2 separate regions of the Zea mays genome follow, and region 2 is linked to region 1. The links are chromatin contacts, called in public Hi-C maps. All regions are on one chromosome and are shown on one strand. Each heading gives the region's core, a stretch centred on a gene start, on an enhancer-like site or on the middle of the called end of the contact. The rest is flanking DNA. Distances are from core to core; before and after follow the strand shown.

What was found. Hi-C and Micro-C count contacts between places; a contact is called where the count stands out from the background.
Region 2: a contact with region 1 is called in a Hi-C map of ear, with 4 times the contacts expected there. The contact joins the promoter of LOC103626442 here to the promoter of LOC100274600 in region 1. A contact is called at or near these places in 8 of 25 Hi-C or Micro-C datasets (bundle sheath, ear, endosperm and 4 more).

The regions. Positions count from the first base shown.
Region 1 is chr5:61,583,074-61,587,976 of Zm-B73-REFERENCE-NAM-5.0, forward strand. It overlaps LOC100274600, which reads left to right and starts at 1,967. Exons shown (of 5, transcript NM_001148952.1): 1 at 1,967-2,379; 2 at 2,504-2,688; 3 at 2,793-3,033; 4 at 3,934-4,070; 5 at 4,169-4,613. The coding sequence starts at 2,100. The coding sequence ends at 4,396. It also overlaps the pseudogene LOC103626440.
Region 2 is chr5:61,853,625-61,858,722 of Zm-B73-REFERENCE-NAM-5.0, forward strand. It overlaps LOC103626442 (protein kri1), which reads right to left and starts at 3,301. Exons shown (of 1, transcript XM_008646850.3): 1 at 917-3,301. The coding sequence starts at 3,082. The coding sequence ends at 1,166. It overlaps LOC100191712, which reads left to right and starts at 4,753. Exons shown (of 13, transcript NM_001137141.1): 1 at 4,753-5,098. The coding sequence starts at 4,829.

The DNA of each region.
Region 1 (4,903 bases), core at 717-3,216:
ATGTTATTATTAGTATTGCAGTGTGGCAAAAGTGCCACGTTATATAATAATGAGGCTGACCGTACGTCCAAATTGACATGCAGCAATACTTTAATCAGGGACATAACAGACAGAACTACATGGATAAATAAGGTGTGTTTCTGGAAGGTTTCATAAGTGCACCAAATCAAAGTAAGAAGGCAGTGCGACAGTATTGTTCTGTATCACCTCTGCCTGCATCTACAAAGACCTCCACCACCATGTACCTGTTCTTGAAATGGACCATGGTGACTACAGACTTCCTTTGCTGCAGAGCTCCCTCCTCCCTGCATCCAGATGAAAGACCTACCAATACCAAGGAATGTAAGTAAATGAAGCAACATCTTATTTTCTAAATCCCATTTTCCAAGAAAAAATAAGAACTAGGGAGGGTGGGGTGGTGGGAGGAAGGCAGTAACGTGAGGTCAACCATCTAGAAGGTACGCCTGAGAGAATGACACTACACAACAAATGTAGGGGCAAACCGGCGAATTGGGAATGACTGACACAGGCCAAGCCGTCGCCATCGGTCATCACAATCAATATAATAAAACACCGCTGGATGCATTAATGACCTTGTCAGCGAAACTTAAGCAACAGGAGTGCTGATCCATCACCTACACGACGATTGATGGAAAAAAAATAGGAAATGCATGGAGCTCACGCAGAATCAAAAAGCTCGATATCAACGTGCTTGATTGATTTGTCATGTCTAACTTGATTCACAGAAGGTGGACGGGGATTGGACGGAGAGTACCTTAGGGTAGGCGATGGTGCCTGGGTGGGTGTCGAACCCGCCAGTCCAGGTTAGGGTTTGGCGTCGGAGGTGGTGCTGAGGCAGCCAGTGTGTGTGCTTCAACGGGGCCTGCCATCCGAGGTGGCGATGAAGGAAGCGAGTAGCAGGTCCGTCGACGGAGCCTCTCGCGCCAGCTGTCGCCGGTGGCGGCGAGGCGTTCCCCTTCAGCGTCGCGGTCGGGCGGTCGCGGATGTGGTGAGATGTGACTCAGGCCATTCTCACGGCTAATGTTGCCACTGGGCTAACAATTATGCATTAAATAATTAGCTAATACTACCAATTAGTTAGGTATGTTTGAAGTCTTAGCTAGTAGACATGTTTTATTTTAACACGATCTATTAGCATCTATTAACAAGATTAAATGCCCTCTACTCTTGTACTGTGATATTAGAGCATCTTCAAGAGACTCTTCATTTTTTACTCTCTATTTGACTATCTATTTACGTTTTTATAAAGATTACACTTTATATATAACATCTCAGTCCAACAGACTATCTATCTAGTTTGGCTAGTCAGGTGGCTAGCCAAAATTAGCTAGTGAGAGAGCCAATTTACAGAGTCAGATAGCTTGCGAGTCAGATAGCTAGTCTGTTGGAGATTTAATTTACTATTGAGTAGCTAAAATTTAGCTTGGCGAGTCATTTAGCTAGTCTCTTGAAGATGCTCTTAAGAGCATCTCCAAAAGAATCTTCATTTTTGACTCTCTATTTAACTCTATATTTACCTTTTCATAAAAAATATACTCTATATGTAGCATCTCCATTCCAACAGATTATCTATCTAGTTTGATTAGTCAGGTGGCTAGCTAAATTTGGCTAGTGAGGGAGCCAATTTGGAGAGTCGGATAGCTTGACGAGTTAGATAACTAGTCTGTTGGAGAGTTATTTTGTTGTTGAATAGCTAAAATTTGGCTTGCTGAGCCATTTAGCTAGTCTCTTGGAGATGCTCTAACCAATCTAATATATTGAGATATAAGTGAATACTAGATATCCAAAAAATCCAAACATAGGCTACAGTATTGGTTGGATGCCACTTGAGCCCACCAACGCCGTTTTCCTTTGCCTATTTTGCAGAGCGGGCCGCCTGGGCGCGCAGGCCCGCGCCACTTTCATCCTCTCCCAGTATCCACGGCCACGGGCTCGCACGCAGTCGCCGCCGCCCTGCCCGTCTCCTTCCTGTCGTCTCCCCTTCTCCAATCGCTTCCCGATCCCAGCCAATATCTCAGACGGAATCGATCCAAAGCTATCCTAGGGTTCCGCCGTCCCGTCCAGATCCGGGCTCGTCGATGGGGAAGGAGGGCGTGGCGGCGGGGCCGGCGGCGGAGGGGAGTAAATCGCGGTCGGAGTGTATCAACTCGTCCAACCCGTACCACGAGTGCTCCGACTACTGCCTCCGCAAGATCGCCGAGGCCAGGCAGCGCCTCGACGACGAGCTCCCTGACTCGTGGAAGCGCCCGCCCGAGCAGCGCACCGTCCACCCGGACTGCATCAATGCCTCCAACCCTTACCACGAGTGCTCCGACTACTGCTTCAAGCGCATCGCCGACGCTAAATCCCCTGCCTGCGGTGCGGGTGATTCCTTCCCCGTTAATTCGAATCGTCGTGAAGCCCTTCTATCTGTTTATTATTGCTTCAAAATCCGAGCGTTGCTGTCCGCTTACCTGGTACTCGGTTGACTTCTTGTTATTAGGGCTGGAGCGTGAGGAGCGACAGCCACCAGCTGATGTGTTTGCCGCCGCCGGCATGTCTGATGCCGTGGAGCAGCATCGGCCTATAGATAACGATTCCGACGAACAGGAGGGCGCAGGTCCGGATGACGGCTACCCGCAGATGACGGAGAAGCAGAAGAAGTTGTTCGAGCTGCGGCTTAAGATGGTACGACGAGCGGCTGATTTACCTACCACTGCATCCGGGCTATTGCCACGCTGTTTGGTATATCAATTCATTCATCCATTTTGTTGTTGTCTAACGTTCCGCAGAATGAAGCACGGAAAGCGAACCAGCAGGCGATGGTTGCCGAGAAGAAAAGGATGGAGCCTCGTGGCGAGAGCCGAGGTGTTTCTAAGCAGAAGTGGTTAGACGACAGGAAGAAGAAGATTGGGAAGCTGCTGGACTCGAATGGGCTTGATATGAAAATGGCGTACATGCTCGACACGCAGGAGACTGCAGAAGCCAAGTACAAGAAGTGGGAGAAGGAACCTGCTCCATATGGGTGGGATGGTGAGTGAGCTCAATCTTCTAACGCCCACAGGTGTCTGATTGGTAGAGAACAATGTTTTCAAAACACATAGATTGGTGATGTTTACTGCATGGCTTCTCTGTTGCTAGTTGTATAGTTCTTGATGAGTTTCTGCTCCATTCACATTAGTATTCACGGTGCATTGTTATTCATGATTGGTTACTTGGCTTGTGACAACATCAGACTAAGTGTTATGTTACCTTCTGTTATTCATGTTATAAGAACATGTCCAAAGAGAAAGAAGTAAATCCTGTGGAACATAAGTTTATTATTATTATGGGGTTAGGATAGTAGTACGGTACCTTCTTGGCAAAAATTATATTGAATAACTATCTCAGTCCATCCTGCATTTGTATGGTATAAACCAGAGAAGTAAGCTAAGTTTGGAATGTATGGCGAGATATCTCTGTGTCATGTATAAATATACATACAATAGGTAAAATGTTTGCTATTATGTTGCTGGTGTCATGGTGTGTAACTATGTATAGATTGCAAACATATCTTGCTACATAATAATACTCCCTCTGTCCTAAAATAAAATTCGTTTTAGCAAATTAGTGAGTTCATACAACACTTGATGTATATGATTTGTATATGTGTCTAGATTCTTTGAATATAGACATAAAAACCAAGAGCTAAAACAACTACTATTTTGGGACCGAGGGAGTATGTATTCAATACTAGCAGCAACAGTGTTATTATAGAGAATCGTTATTATAGGAATGTCTTCTATTCTTTTCAATTCAGATGTTATGATTAAACACTGTTCCATTATTTTTATGTGCACAACATACCATACATACATTTTGAAGTCCAAATGCACCTTTTTATTTTGGTCTTTGAGTTGCATTGCATCTGAGAAATTGCACTTATGCTTTCAGTTTTCAATCAAAAGACCTTGTATGACGCATACAAGAAGAGGACCAAGAACATAGAAGTTGACATGGAGTCTTACAATAAAGCCAAAGAAGCTGATCCTGAATTCTACCGCGACGCCTCAAGTCTCCAGTATGGGAAGGTACTGGTGCCTGCCATCGCACCACATCTACGAATCCTTGAATGCCTTTGTGGAAACGAGCCTTCGACACTGACTGCTCTGTGCTTTGCCTTGCACAGGTGTCCAATGTCCCAGAAGAAAACATCGACAAGATGGTAAAGGAACTCAGGGAGCGGGAAGAGAAGCGGAAATCGTTCAGCAGGAGGCGCAAGTTCAACGAAGACAAGGACATTGACTCCATCAATGACCGGAACGAGCACTTCAACAAGAAGGTTGAGCGTGCCTTCGGCAAGTACACGCTCGAGATCAAGAACAACCTCGAAAGAGGTACTGCGCTGCCGGACTAATAAAACCTTACACGGCAGCTATCTTCGACCGTTTTTCAAGCTAACCAGTCGACTAGAGGCGTGTGTCCCTGCTGCTGTTTTCCTTTTCGCACGGTTACTTGTATGCTTGTAACTTAACTTGAGGCCACAGTTCCATTGTGACTTGTAACAAAACCTGGACTGGGTTGTGTAATGACGCGAGGCTGAAGCAAACATTTGTGTATGCATGTGAGTTGTCAACTCGTGGGGCCGAGCCTCGATGGATCCTACTACTAGGTGGCTGTGTTGCTGTGGCTCTTTGGAGCCCGGCCTGGGCGCTGTGTTTCTTGGCAGCTGCTGCCTTGCCTAGGGACAGCGTCGTTCTTGGTCGGACAGACCCGGCACACGCGTTTATAAGTCCGTTTCGTGGGCCTCGCTAGACAGAACAACAGCCCATGGAAATCTCTCTCTGTCTCTCTGCATCCAATGAGCCGGGCTGTAGTACTTGCCGGAGGCGGTGGTGAAGAAGTGACACGACCAGCGGCCCAG
Region 2 (5,098 bases), core at 2,051-4,550, 270 kb after region 1:
GTCCGGTGCGCCACCGGTGCGCCAACGGTCGTTTCCAACGGCTAGTTCTGACAGTTAGCCGTTGGACTCATGGCACACCGGACAGTGAACAGTCACTGTCCGGTGCACACCGGACAGTCCGGTGCGGTGTCCGGTGCGCCACTAAAATTCAACTCTAAAACTGGCGCTCTCGGGTTTTCTGTGGAGGAAGCTTCTTACTCGGACCAGCCTGGCCCCACCTGGCAGAGGGTGCACCGGACAGTCCGGTGCACACCGGACAGTCCGGTGCCCCCAGGGACAGAAACTCTAACTCTTGTTTTTCAGCTGATTTTCAAATCGGTTTTCGTTCTAACTTGTGAGTTCTAGAGTGACACCTAGCACTGTATGTGAGTGTGATTGTGCACCAACACTACACTAGAACTCTCTTGGTCAAACTACTCATCGACAACCCCTCTTTATAGTACGGCTAAAAGAGAATAAAAGACCTAACTAAATCGTGAGTGTCCACATCTCCTTGACACTCGGACTCCGTAGACCTTTGCCTTTTGTTTCGTCGTTTTAGCCGTCGCTTCGAGTTCTTATCTCCGGGATTGTTTTCACCGTTGTAATACTTCTACCTGTCATGCGACCTAACTTACCATTTGTCTCTGCAAAACACACGTTAGTCACATATAATATTACGTTGTCATTAATCACTAAAACCAACCAGGGGACTAAATGCTTTCAGCGGCTACTTACAATCTGCAATATTATCAGATTTCTGTCTGGATTAAACAGTATAATCACCTAGGCTAGATTCATTCAAATGGCACATATTTATTCACAATAACAGTGACATAATTACGATGCAAATGCAACAGAGACATGAGATCATATTCCAATTCATCACCAGGATAAGCGGATAACCTGACCATCCACGAAAGGAGGTGCACAACAGTGACAAGAAAAATTGCAGGGAAATTATATTATATATATATGGTCTACAAATAAAACAATCAAAATCAAAAGGAGGCGCACAACACAATGTCTGCAAAACTATAAGACAACAGATGTTTCTACTAGGGCAACACTAGTTTTGCATCTCCCAAAATAGAAGCAAGGACAGCTAAATCTAAGACTTTCACCTGTCCAATGCATAAAAAGAACAGCAAAATTCCCCAGATGTACTTTGATGAATCTCAGAAGGTCAATGGCTCTTGTGACGCTTTGAATTTATCTTTCCATATGCCTCTAATCGATCACTGGATGGCCTTAGCTCAGACTTGCGACGCTTCCGCCGTTCACTTCTGGTAGACTTTTTCTTGGCATCTGTTGACTCTTGCCCATTTGTCATCCTGTCGTTCTCTGTTTTTGAAGAACTAGGGTCTTCCTCAGACCTAGATTTCTTGCCAGATTTGTCCTTCTTCCCTTCCTTCTTCTGGCCTCCAAGGATCAAATCCTTGCTCTGCTTCTTATGATGTGTAACCTTCCATTCATCCTCTCTGTAAGGAGCTAGCTTCTTAACGGAAACATACTGGTTCAAATCCTTGTCATCTGATGCCAATATATCATAGGTACTCAGACCAAAACTATTGGGCTTAACTTGTTTATACTTGAACCGAGTCTTGATATCTCCAATAGTGTCCTCGTAGTCTAACTTGTAGTACTCTTCCATCTCTTTCTCAAGCTCCACCTTGTCTTTGAGAGAGATCTTCCCTTTTTCACCTTTCGCATCAGTGGCAGTAGACTCTTCTTTTGAATGGTCACTAGCCCAGCCCTTAGGAAGCCCAAGCAATTCGTCTTCTTTGCCAAAATCCGGCTTCTCCAAATCCATCTCCTCACCACTTCCAAACTCAGGATCAACCTCATCAGCCTCATAGTAACTATCATCAAACATCTCCTGCATCTTTTTGTCATAATCCTCCGGATCAAAATCCTCCTCCAAGTCATCAGCACCAAGCTTACAAGCAGCATCTCCTTCAATCCCAGCAATCATTCGGATCCTCTCAAGCTTCTCTGCAATCTCTTTCTTCTTCAAATTCTTGAGATGCTTCAGCTCCTCTGCTTGCTCTTGCTTAACACGGGCCATCCGCTCCTCTTTGCTCTTGCGCTGCTGCTTTCTGCTGCTCTCCTTCTTCCTCACCGAACCTTCAACAACCCTTGAATGTCCCAACACCCGATCCGCCACCACTGCCCCTGATGCCATGGCCTCCTCATGCCGGTAATTATAAGCATGCTCATACTCTTCCTGAATCTCGAGCTCCTCTTCATCTGACAATTCCTGGATATTATCTAGATAGGACTTACTCTTCTCTGTCTCAAGGTACGGCCTCTTAAGAAAAAATTCCTTCAAGAACTTCTCGTTCTCATCCAGCTCCTCATCCTTCCCAAAGACCTCACCAGCAAGGTCCTTTGTCTGCTTCTCCTCCTCGTCCTCCTCCGCTTCGTCGTCAGCTCCTGCTCTAGCCTTTTCCTTCACCTGGAATAAATCGCCATCATCGTCTCCACCATCGCCTAATGCTTCTTTCTGTGCCTCAAGGAAAGCCTCCAATCCCTTCTTCTGCTGCTCGTCATAAGCGATCCTCTCGAACTTGCTGCTGCTCCGGCTGGGCTGCGCTGCGAACTCGGGGCCCTCCTCGAGCAGGTGGCGGGCATTAACGTCCTTGAGGTACAGAGGCTTCTCCTTCTTGGTCTTTTCCTTCTCCTGCTTGGACTCTTCTTGCTTCTTGGCGTCCTCACCTTCCTCGCCGCCTTCCTCCTCCGAGGAGTAGACCTTGGCGTCCTTGTCGAGGATGCGGGGATCGCCGCTGCGGATGCGGCGGATCACCTCGAACATGCGGCGGTCGACTAGGCGCGAGGCAATGGCGGCCGCCTCGTCCTCCTCCTCCGACGACGACTCGGACTCCGACTCGTCGTCGTCGGAGGCGGGGACCAGGCCCTGCTTCCTGCGCTCCTCGAGGCGCTGCAGCGCCTCCCGCCGCTTGTTGTGCTCGAAGCGACGCGCGTACTCCTCGTTGATCTGGATCTTGGAGAGGTTCTCCCCGCTGTCGAAGTCCTCGTCGGAGCCCGACAGGATGTCCAGCGGCTTCTTCTCCATCTCCTTGGACTTCTTCCTCCTCCCCATCTTCTTCAGCGAGCAACGGCTGGAAGCGGCGAGACAACGGCGGCGTGGAAGATGCTCGGGTTAGGGTTTTAATCGATGGAATCGACACGGGCCGAGACTATTATATCTTGCGCGCAACGTTGGTAAACTGGGCTGGGCCTCGTGGAATAGGACGACCCATGGGCTGACAGTACTTCAGAAGCCCAAGTGTAGCAGTACTACCGTGCCGAGCGTTTGCCTTACTCAAAAGAAGAAGAAAATACTAACGTTTGCCTGTCCAACGAAAAAAAACGACCTTTTTTTACGAGGAAAAAACTGACGAGGCGTTTCGATCGGACTTGTGTGGACTGGTCTGGAGCGCGACGCCGACCGGTGCCGAGTGAGATCGCTGTGGCCGGCCCCTCGCGGCCCAGCAGGGAGCAAGTGGCCTCGTGCCCGACGAGCACCTCAGCTTTTGTGTAGCAACTTGCCGAACGCCCGGTCGGCGTCGTGCGTGCGTGACGCACCACGCACCTATAATAATTAACTCTATTATTATATGTTTGGGCGGTGCTCCGTCGTAGGAGCAGCAATAACTGTCAACTGAATTGACACCGTCGGCGTAGTCATTAGCCAAAAAAAACTAAACTTAGGTTCGCCTACAAATACAAAAGCAAAAGCAAAAATAAAAGCAAAAGCAATTTGTTTAGAAGTTGCTGGTTCGCATGATTGATGTGATTATATTTGTATTGACTCACGTACGGCATGGATGTGGTTGAGATCGGATCACGCATCCCATTTGGCATGTGCAAGCAGGATGGATCTCTCGCCGTATGTACAGACGTGCAGTACGTCGTCGCACACGTTGCCTTGAGCTTCGCTCCATTGTCTAAATACTTTATTACAGAGGAAACACATAACACCTATAAAAACTATTAGTTTTATAAAACTTGCCATTCAATAATATCCTAATAATGTTTATTTATTTGGAGTCATATGAGTATGTTCATACCAGTGATCTCTGAATTTGTTAAGAGATGTCGATTAGATTCATAAACTTTAAAATTGTAGTTTTATGTTCTTGAACTGGTTAAATAATATATCATACATCTCTAAGTTTATGAAAATAGTGCATTGCAGGTCTAGATTTGGAACATACAGACCACCGTTATGTCTCATTTAAGTACGAGGAATGTTGCTCGTGCATTTATCTAATGTTATTTTTTAAAATCAATAATACATATTCTCTCCGTTCACATGATTTAGTCGTTTTAATTTGTCATAAGCCAACTATTATCAACTTTGACCGATTACATAAGATATTTTATAAAATTTTACAATATAAAAATAAAACTACTAGAGTCATTATGACTTGAACTACTATAATATATGATTCTTTTAGTTTAAAATAATGTAATCTTATCTATTATTCGTCAAAATTTACATAGTTTGATTTAGAATAATTCTAAAATGACTAAATTATGTGGAGGAAAGGAGTAGAAATTTCAACACATAAAGACACGTGGAGTTTTTAAAAGAAGGAAATACATGACAGGTGAAAACGAAACGATTCTTAAAATTTCCAATAAGTACTCATGAAACTGCGGGGGACAATAGCAAAAACGAAACGGCGACCACATACAAAACAGCGACTCCCTTGTTGCCGGCTATAGCTTTTGCCTCCGTTTCGCTTTGATAAATAAAAGCCATAACTCCCGGCCGTCCATCGCTCGCCTCCCCTCCCTCCCTCCCCGCCGCTGTCTCCGGCGACAGCCAGCCTCATCGTCCATGGCCTCTACATGCCTAGCCCCCGCCTCCCTCTCCACGCCCCTGCTCTCCGACTCCATCGCGCGCGCGCCCGCCGCCAACGGGCACGCCACCAACCACCGACACCACCACCACGACGACAGCGACGGTGCTGCGGCGGTCTCCGTTTGCGACGACGGCGGCGGGGACCCGTTCGCGTTCCTCTCGGAGGACCGGCCGCCGAGGGACCGAGGGCCGTCCCCGGCCGACCCGTTCCGCAACGGCACGCCGGCGTGGGGCGGCGGCGTGTAC